Regions from separate parts of the Zea mays genome. Here regions 2 and 3 are each linked to region 1. The links are chromatin contacts, called in public Hi-C maps. All regions are on one chromosome and are shown on one strand. The core of a region is the stretch at or near the end of the contact, and the rest is flanking DNA. Distances in the headings are between cores, read along the strand shown. Region 1 holds the start of LOC100283249 (ZIP zinc/iron transport family protein). Region 2 holds the start of LOC100277743 (triacylglycerol lipase-like 1). Region 3 holds the start of LOC100281742 (arginyl-tRNA synthetase).

Region 1 (3,149 bases), core at 449-2,948:
TCTCTGTATATTTTGTTTACATGTTTGGTGTGATGTTGATTTTCTCTATATCCTGTGCTTGTTTGTACTGTGGCGAGTAGACGATCAAGCTACTGAGGATCCTGGTGAGCAGATAGAAGTAGCTGAGCAGGATCAAGCTACTGAAGTGCTTGTTTGCTATTGCTTTACATGGTTTTGGGGTAATCATTTATTATATCTATGTTCCAATTCTTTTGTTATTTTATTTATGTTCATGTCAAGATCATTGATGTTAATTGGAACATAGAGCTTAACTTGAGAAACACGTGCCACCACAAGGGTTTATGGACGCCCTTGGCTGATTAATTAGGAAAGCTAGTGGAGGACTACCTTACCCGAAAGGGGCAAGGGCAGCAGGGGAGTGGTCAGTGTAGGGAGGTCCTTGGTTGATTTTGCTGCGATGGCGGTCAGGCAAGAACCCTGCATTGGAGCTTCCTATAAACTGTAGCGGGTTTTCTGAAGCTAGTGGAACTTTGTAAAGGCCTCGTAGTGTTACCCTGCCTCGCCTCCTCGGTAGAGGTGTATGGGAAGTCGCGATCCCTTGGCAGATGGGTAACATGACTTGTGGGTAAAGGGTACCACCTCTGCAGAGTGTAAAACTGGTATACTAGCCGAGCTCACGGTCATGAGCAGCTCAGGACTCTCTGATGATTAAATTATGGAACTTAAATTCAATTTTGTCATTTGCATATGCATGAGTTTATTATTAATTTTGTTCTATTATTTATTAAGGTTTGGTATTTACTTACACTTAGTAACTGCTAATAAAATTTTGACCAACTACTTAAAAGCAATGCTCAGCTTTAACCCCTGTCATTGATTAGCCTTACACATCACATGAACTCCCACCTTTGTGAGTTCATGTTCACTGGTTCCCCACAACTTGTTGAGCGATGATCATGTGTGAGCTCACACTTGCTGTCTCACACCCCCCCACAGGAGAAGAGCAGGTAGTTCAGGAGGAGCCACAAGGCGAGGAGTATGATCTGATCTAGGTGGCGTTTCTCAGTTGACATTGGCGCCAACGATCCTAAGTTTGTTTTATGTTTATTCTTTTATTTTGTAATAAGTCTTCCGCTATGTAATAAATACTCTGATTATTGTGACATTTATCTCTATACACTCTGTTATTATATATGTTGTCTTCTTGGCGCATGTATGAGATGCACCTGGCTTTGTTCCTTAAAGCCGGGTGTGACATTATTGATCTATTGACATGCCAGATTGGTATATATTATTCTTATGACAGTCATTGATTATGGTGGATATTACTTTCATTAGGTATATTCTTGCATCTTTTTTCCTCATGTTACATGTCTAGGCTGTTGAAAATATAAGATCATTTCATGTTCTTGCATCTTTTTTCCTCATATTACGCGACCTTTTTATTTGTGGGCTTATGCTCGCACAGAAAAATGGCGAGCAAAGTATTTTCACCATGGCTACATGATCTGAGAATGACGATTGTGTCTAGTGAACGAAGAAGAAGATATCTCTCAAAATAATGTATTTGTGATTGTGTACCATCTCATCGAACGGACATATATAACTAGTGCAGCACGTGACTGACCGCACGTCCCTCTTCCCACACCCCACATATTCCACAAAACCTCTGTGCTACGGCCCTGGCTCTGGCCCACACCGCATTGAAATTAACCATCCCGCACGGCCGCACACTCGTTTCCTCCTCCCAGTCCAAGTCTCCAGCTACGAGCCTACGACTGCCAGGTCTCCGCTTGTCGCCGTCACGCGCGCGCAGGGGCAGGGCGCACCATCCCCGCGCCGCCATGTCCGGCACCGGGTGCCTCCCCACCGACGGCCCGGCCCTATCCCGGGTCTGCCGGGACGGCGCGGCCGCCGCACGGCTCAAGACGGGGTCGCTGCTGGCCATTCTCGTCGCCAGCGCCGTCGGCATCTGCCTCCCCGTCGCGCTCACGCGGGCCTTCCGCGGCAGCCCAAACTACGCGCGGGGCCTGCTCCTCGTCAAGTGCTACGCGGCTGGGGTCATCCTCTCCACCTCGCTCGTCCACGTGCTCCCCGACGCGCACGCCGCCCTCGCCGACTGCGCCGTCGCCTCGCGCAGGCCCTGGAGGGACTTCCCCTTCGCGGGCCTTTTCACCCTCGTCGGCGCGCTGCTCGCGCTCCTCGTCGACCTCTCCGCCTCCTCCCACCTCGAGGCCCACGCCCACGTCGGCGCCCACCACGAAACTCCCTACGCCCCGATCCCGAAGAAGGTACCCGTGTTCGAGCTCGCCGGCGAAATGAGCCCCAAGAAGCGCGCTTTCTTGGGCGACGACCGAGAAGAGGACCCCGCGCCGCACGCCGCCACCAACGGCGCAGACCCGGACCGCGACGACGTGGCGCTCTTCGGACCCAAGAAGGGCGCCCGCAGCGACGAGGTCCCGGCCATCACTGCCGGGTGCCATGCCGTCGCCCATGAAGTGGTGGAGGTAGGGGAGGGGCCCGGTGAGGACGAGGAGGAGGCCAGGAGGAAGCAGAAGATGGTGTCCAAAGTGCTGGAGATTGGGATAGTCTTCCACTCCGTCATCATCGGAGTTACGATGGGGATGTCCCAGGATGTCTGTGCAATCCGGCCACTTGTGGTTGCGCTCTCCTTCCATCAGGTGTTCGAGGGGATGGGCCTGGGCGGATGCATCGCACAGGTGAGAATCAAAACAACCTATAATTGAAGAGCTCAGAGTTGCTGATTTTGTCAATAAACCTAGCAGTGGCTGGAGTGAGATTTAAGTTCATAACTAATTTGCGATTTTTTAGTGCGAATTTAGGTTTTGCAGTATCAGGAACTAGAAAGTTCTAACTTTAACGAATTTGTGATGTCACCGTTCCCTCTCTTATACACTAAGCTAGATAAAATATCATTTGACCAATTGGCTTCCTTCTGGAGTATAATGAACTGATAATCATATCCTTATTAGGGAGGGGGTCACATTGCGTGATTAGCTACCTATATGCTCATGCCTGATATGATAATTTGCACATAGATACGACAAAGAATCATCTCTTATTTTGATTTTTCAGTGAAGTGTTTGGTTGTTTTCAGTTTCAGACTTGGGAATCCGGTCCGCAGTGCATTTCTATATTCTATACTAATTGTTGATTATGATTTGTTT
Region 2 (3,149 bases), core at 260-2,759, 200 kb before region 1:
CACATTTCGCTGAACAACCCCGGAAAGCAGCAGTACTAGCACACATGATCCACGGGTGCTGACTTGACGAATTTAGCCACGGTCCAGCTAGGAGAGCAGTGCAGGCATCATAGATCATACTGTATCTGCAGCATGATCACACGTTAACCATGCATGCAACCAGTGGCGGACCCAGAAATTGGCCAAGGCCCGGGCCGAAGCGACCATAAACTCTAATAGTAGCATATAAAGAAAAATTGTACGGTGAAACACTGTTATTATAGATGTTAAAGATGATATACAAGTTATAATGTAGCTCTTTCCAAATGTATCATGTCAACATCAACATCAATGTTTCATGCTCCAGAACCTTGAAGGAAATCATATTAAGAACGCGACTTGAAGGAAATCATACGATGATTAAGCCATTCGTCTCATGTCTTATTCCGTAACTCAGTTTTAATGATATTCATAGACGAGAAAACTCTCTCTACATAGGCTCAATCTCAAACTTAGGGGGTGTTTGGTTTGCCCCTGCTAAAATTTAGCCCCTATCACATCGAATGTTTGAACCTCCGTTCGGGGTATTAAATGTAGTCGGATTATAAAACTAATTTCTCAGCCGAAGATTAAAAAGTGAGACGAATCTAGTACAGTTGGTTGGGTCTATATTTCATACTCCTATTTGAAAGTCAAACACTTGATGTGACTCGGGCTAAACTTTAGTCCACAGAACCAAACACCCCCTTAATTTCTAGCCATGTGATCTTGTTTATTTGGTCGCAACTTTTTGATCTTTTATTTGGTGATTATGGTATTAGATGGTTGTATGGAATATCTTGTTTCGTACTCTCTCCGATCTTTTTTATTTGATGTTTGCTAGTGTAAAATTGAACTATCATGCGTCAAATAAAAAGAAAATGGAGGTAGTAGTTTCTAAGCCCTGTGGCTTGTAATTTTTTTGCCTCTTTGGTTTAAAATTATTTGCTAGCTTGGGAATTTTTTTGCTTATCCTAGCTCGATGGTTTGGTCTCTAGTCTCTCCCTCTATCCATCTCTCTAGACTAGCAGGAGCCTAGCATGTGCTGCCCGAGGCCTTGCTACTAGCCTAGTATGTAAATCTGGAGGACACATGTAGGTGGTCGTAGCCTGCTCTTGCTTGCATGTGTGTTATTCTGTGCTTGCGAAGCTTGCACTGTGTCGGATGGATATACATACATATAACTATGACTCAGCAAGGCCAGCGGGCAGAGCTCTTCTAAAAATTTTTGGGCCTGCGCCCCGGGCCGTGGCCCAGGCGGCCATGGGCCTAGGTCCGCCCCTGCATGCAACGACGTACATGTAAACCCTAGAGACCGCCAGCCAATTTATCATAAAGCAATAATTATCGGAGTGTCAGATCAATCGAACAACATGACCCATGTAAGCCCAGCCCACGTTGCTCCTACCCAGATATCGACCCAGCCCAGCCCAGCCCTCTTTGGAGCCCTATAAAAGGCACCCATCATCTCCATCTCAGCCTCGTGCCAGCTTGAGCATTCCACTTTGCTAGCCAGCATACTTACACGTAGCTAGCTTAATCAACAGCAGGAGTAACAGCTAGCGACGACGACCATATATATGGCGGCGAAGCAGGCGGTCGTCGCTGCTGCTGCCTCCGGCCACCCCAAGATGGGGGAGGAGAAGCTGATCATCCGGCCGGAGAAGGTGCGGTTCATAGACGTGCTGTCGATGCTGCTCCTGAGGCGCCCCATCACCAGCTACGCGTTCGTGGAGGCCGGCGACCGGACCGCCGCCGACCTGGGCAGCACGCCCGGCGACTGGCTCGTCGCGCTCACGCAGGTCATCCAGAAGGCGCTCGCCGGCGCCTACTACCCGGCTCTCGTGGTCGGCGCTGTCGTCGAGTTCCTCCTCAACTTCGTCGCGCTCAACAATGGCATACTCGGCATCTTTCTCAACCTCTTCAGATGTACGTCACCACCACACGCACGTGCGGTTTATTATACGCACATTCACATGGGATGGGACTAACATATATATGCCATGCATGCACGAATTAATGTCTGAATATGCTGCGGGTGCGGGCTTGCTAATGATACTAATACGTGCAGCACCTGATGAACAACGCCAATGAACGACCAAAACTTCTTGGACATTTTAGGGAAAAAAACTTGAGGTCGTTATTTTGCAATTAACATAAAAGTTGATATTGACTCGCAAGAGGAATGATGTTCAATTCATTAAGCACGTGTTGTAGCTAATAACGCCACACTGCTTACTGATGTTATGCATGACGTATTAATTATAACGTGCACCGAGAGAAAGAAGAATGCATGCATAGTTACTGAAACTGAAGCGTGTACGAACGTCACAGTACGATGGTCGTCGCAAGGTAAAGTGACAAAGCAGTACAATATGACCCCAGAACGTCTCTCTCTCTCTCTCTCTCTCTCTCTCTCTCTCTCTCTCTCTCTCTCTCTCTCTCCATTATATCGTCTTTCTATTTCTCATCTTTATGGGACGTACGTTCTTCTTATTTCTTGTGCTACAATTTGTTTTCTTTATGTTTTGTTTGTTTTCTCTTCATTATTATTGTATGTGTCCTTTGCTAATTGAGCTTTCTGTTGTGTTAGTTTAAGCATTTGTTAACTTTCTGTGTTAGTTTAAGCATTTGTTTGTGCCTATCTCTTTGTTGTTTCTTATTACACATGATTCTGTTTTCGAACAGATCGTTTTCTTTTTACAAGCCAATTATTAAGGCCCGTCTCTCTTGTTTATTTCTTATGGTTTCGCTTTCCAATTTTTAAGCCAGTTTATGCTAGCAAAAGTGTCTCGGACAAGATCAAGCGCAGAAAATACGCACCTGCTCCTCACTCTTCTTTATATTTTTTTTCTCCATTTGGCAACTTTTGCTTGTCGTTCATGTATATGCATGACCCTTTCACACATATGATCAGAAGATAAGCACATGCAAGACGATCTCGCGTGGATATGATGCATGGATCAGACCTAACCTCTATATCATCACCAAACGCTCGTAGATGATACTATACAATTCCATGATTAAATTATATATAAGTAAAAAAAAAGAACCGTACGTGCATACATAAAATTAAGAATTAATGGCTGCCAATGGACGACATATGCATGGACAGGTAAGCTGGTGATCCC
Region 3 (3,149 bases), core at 181-2,680, 180 kb after region 1:
GACTGGCCAGTGGAGCGGTGGAGTGACGGCGGTCACTTCGGCTCTGCCGGGGGCGCGTGTCAGGATAAAGGTGTCAGGCCACCTTTGCGTTAAATGCCCCTGCAATTTGGTCAGTCGGTGCGGCGATTTAGTCAAGGTTGCTTCTGAGCGAAGCCAAGGCCTCGGGCGAGCCGGTGATGTGTCCGCCATAAAAAGGGGGCCTCGGGCGAGACAGAAGTCTCTCGAGGTCGGCTGCCCTTGGCCGAGGCTAGGCTCGGGTGAAGCGTGATCGAGTCACTCGTGTGGACTGATCCCTGACTTAATCGTACCCATCAGGCCTTTGCAGCTTTATGCTGATGGGGGTTACCAGCTGAGAATTAGGCGTCTTGAGGGTACCCCTAATTATGGTCCCCGACACAACTATAAATGGTCCAAGTGCACATTTTCCTTTCAACATTCGACCCGCAAATTGTGTGTGGTTCGCTCGCGTCCGATTAAGCCGACCCTTTTAGGAGGGGTGCGGTTCGCCCGATCCTCTTCCGTCTCGACCGACCCCTAGGTGCACCTACTTCGCGTTAGGGCTTGAGACTGATGCCACCCCATAGAGTTGACATTGGTCCGCCTGCGCTCGGGGGTTAGTTGGGTCTCATTCAAGCCTCTTTGGAGCGATTTTACTCAGGGCTGTTTTGGTGACCGGGAACCTCCCCATGGATCTCCTCGAATTCCCTAGTCACCAAACTAGCCCTCATCGTGACCCACAAGCCTTGGTGCATGGGTTTTTTTAACCCCGACACAAGCTACCATGCTCTTATATCTACAACTAATAGTTATTTCAACCAAACATATTTTAGTTTTCGCACAACGTCAGTTCATAACAGATTTTTTGTAGCTCACATCTATAATTATATTTTTGGTGGTCTATGACTGAACTAAACATACCCTAATTAAGAGGTGGAAATCCATAATATGTAGCTACTAAATGTAAAATGGCCGAGTTCATATAATATAGGATCTATATTTTATAGAAGTATTATTTTTATCATATATATTTAGACATAATATGTAGCTAAATATAAAGTAAAATTATATAGGAAAATTAAATATCCTATGAAAAGACAGAGTAATATAATTATATATAATACTTCTTCTGTTCTAAATTAAAACCTATTTTAAATAATTACTAGATTCAAACAATATTTGAGTATGTGTTTTACGTGTTTAGATTTATATGTTTTTTCTATATATATGAATATACAAAATTAAGAGTTAAAACGAATAGAAGTACATATATTTGGAAGAAAAAAGGCAAGCCAAACGACCCCTCGACAAGCCTCGCGCCGTCGCGCGGTGCCTGTGTACTGTGAGTCAGTGAGTGTGACTGTCTGTGTCGCGCACGCTACGCTACCTCCTGTGACCGTGAGAGGGGGAGGGGGTATTTAACTGACGGCGGGACGAGGATGCAAGCTCTCGCGGCAGCAGCAACTGCAGTGGCGGCGCCTACCCCCGCGCGCCTCCGTCTCCCGCTCCTCTTCCGCGCCCCGCGCTCCGGTGAGTTCGCTTCCCTCTCTCCTTCCTCCTCGAGCCCTCTTCTCGGACCGCCTCAGCTCGCCGCGGAGAAACAGCCGAGAGGATTTTAGGTTCGGTCTCGGACTCTCGGTGTGAGTGGGACGCGCGGTTTTGGGGGTTTAGGGGTTGGTAGTCCGGGTGGGGCATTAGATTCTAGTTTGAGAGTTCAAAAACCGGAGGGGACTAGAGGGGCTAAAATCGCCTGCATAAGAAGGGGATTTTAGCCAATCCCGTTTTTGACTCCCAAACTAGATGGTGTCTGCGTTTCCGTGGTTTCCCCGTGGATTTTGGAGGGGGCTCGGGGTTCGGATGTTGGGTAAGGCTGGGTTTATAGATTTGCTCTGTACTGGGGCTCACCCTCTCCAATCCCGTTCGCATCAGCGGGGATTAGTGTAGCGTCAGGACTCACGTGCGCTTCTTCTAGATGAATAAATTGCTTTAAATTGTTTTAAATTGTTAACAAACATTGCTTTAAATTGTTAACAACTGGTGAAGGCACTAGATTTGGATTGCATCAGCTGATTGGGATCGTCTGTCAGGAACCTTGAACTTGTCATGCTTTGGGTTCGGTTACTCATGCTCATTTTATTGCTTAATTAATTTGGACTTGGTTTTTTTTTGAACGGCGTCGGTTAATTGTGCCATTTGATTTCGTAATCTGCTTCAAATGAACAGTGTGGGCACATTTGGATTGTTAGTGGATTGGGATAGGAGTGTCACACTTTTATGCTTCCTTTTCAGTTCATTGAAGACTCGCTGCATTGGTTAATTGTTTGATTTGGACTGTTTTCTCGTTCTGGCTAGTCAGGTCACTGTAGACCCGCTTCTTCCTCCAGGCTTCTGCGGATCTCGTGCAGTGCCACCACTATGGGAGACGAGACCTCGACCTCCGTTGCTCCTCAGGAGCAGGAATCCACTGTGGTGAGTGCACTGGGTGGGCTGCTGCCTCTGAAAATGATTGCATTGCTTAATTTTCTTTTCTAGTTTCCCTGCTTCATTTGAATTTAACCATGCAGCGGGCTGGGAGTGTCAAGCAACAGCTCTCCAGGCTGGTCCTTTCATCCCTCCAGACTACATTGCCCGATGTGGAGGTAGAACCGATGGTTGAAGTTTCAGCAAAGTTTGCTGACTACCAGTGGTACCTTGTTTGCATGTTGCCTTACCTGCTGTATCGATCCCTCATACAATCTGACTATTTGTTGCTTCTTTATTAATTATTATAATTAATTAACTTTCCTTCCATGAGCTCATCAATTGATTCTTGCTGAACCATGTGCAGCAACAATGCTATGGGATTATGGTCAAAGGTTAAAGGATCTGGAACAATTTTCAAAAACCCTAATTCCATTGGGCAGGTATTTGTCTGTATACCTTTTTGTTGTATAGACTTACACTAAGTACTTTCTCATAAGACTTGGAACTAATATTTCTCTATGACCCACTTCACTTTTTCATTCATGCTCAAGCTCTTTTACACTAACAACATACTGTTCTCTTCACATTTTCTCAGGCCATTGCCAAGAATCTGCCGTCTTCTGATATTATTGAATCTGCATCTGTTGCTGGACCTGGTTTTGTGAACATTACCTTATCAAACCGCTGGG

The links. Hi-C and Micro-C count contacts between places; a contact is called where the count stands out from the background.
Region 2: a Hi-C map of ear shows a contact between it and region 1, with 2.3 times the contacts expected there. The contact joins the promoter of LOC100277743 here to the promoter of LOC100283249 in region 1. A contact is called at or near these places in 2 of 25 Hi-C or Micro-C datasets (ear and leaf).
Region 3: a contact with region 1 is called in a Hi-C map of ear, with 2.0 times the contacts expected there. The contact joins the promoter of LOC100281742 here to the promoter of LOC100283249 in region 1. A contact is called at or near these places in 2 of 25 Hi-C or Micro-C datasets (ear and leaf).

Annotation. Positions count from the first base shown.
Region 1 is chr8:129,311,353-129,314,501 of Zm-B73-REFERENCE-NAM-5.0, reverse strand. LOC100283249 (ZIP zinc/iron transport family protein) reads left to right here and starts at 1,698. Exons shown (of 2, transcript NM_001156151.2): 1 at 1,698-2,681. The coding sequence starts at 1,806.
Region 2 is chr8:129,514,083-129,517,231 of Zm-B73-REFERENCE-NAM-5.0, reverse strand. It overlaps LOC100277743 (triacylglycerol lipase-like 1), which reads left to right and starts at 1,509. Exons shown (of 4, transcript NM_001151235.2): 1 at 1,509-1,947; 2 at 3,134-3,149. The coding sequence starts at 1,599.
Region 3 is chr8:129,128,459-129,131,607 of Zm-B73-REFERENCE-NAM-5.0, reverse strand. LOC100281742 (arginyl-tRNA synthetase) reads left to right here and starts at 1,430. Exons shown (of 18, transcript NM_001368092.1): 1 at 1,430-1,527; 2 at 2,354-2,466; 3 at 2,562-2,683; 4 at 2,825-2,900; 5 at 3,056-3,149. The coding sequence starts at 1,437.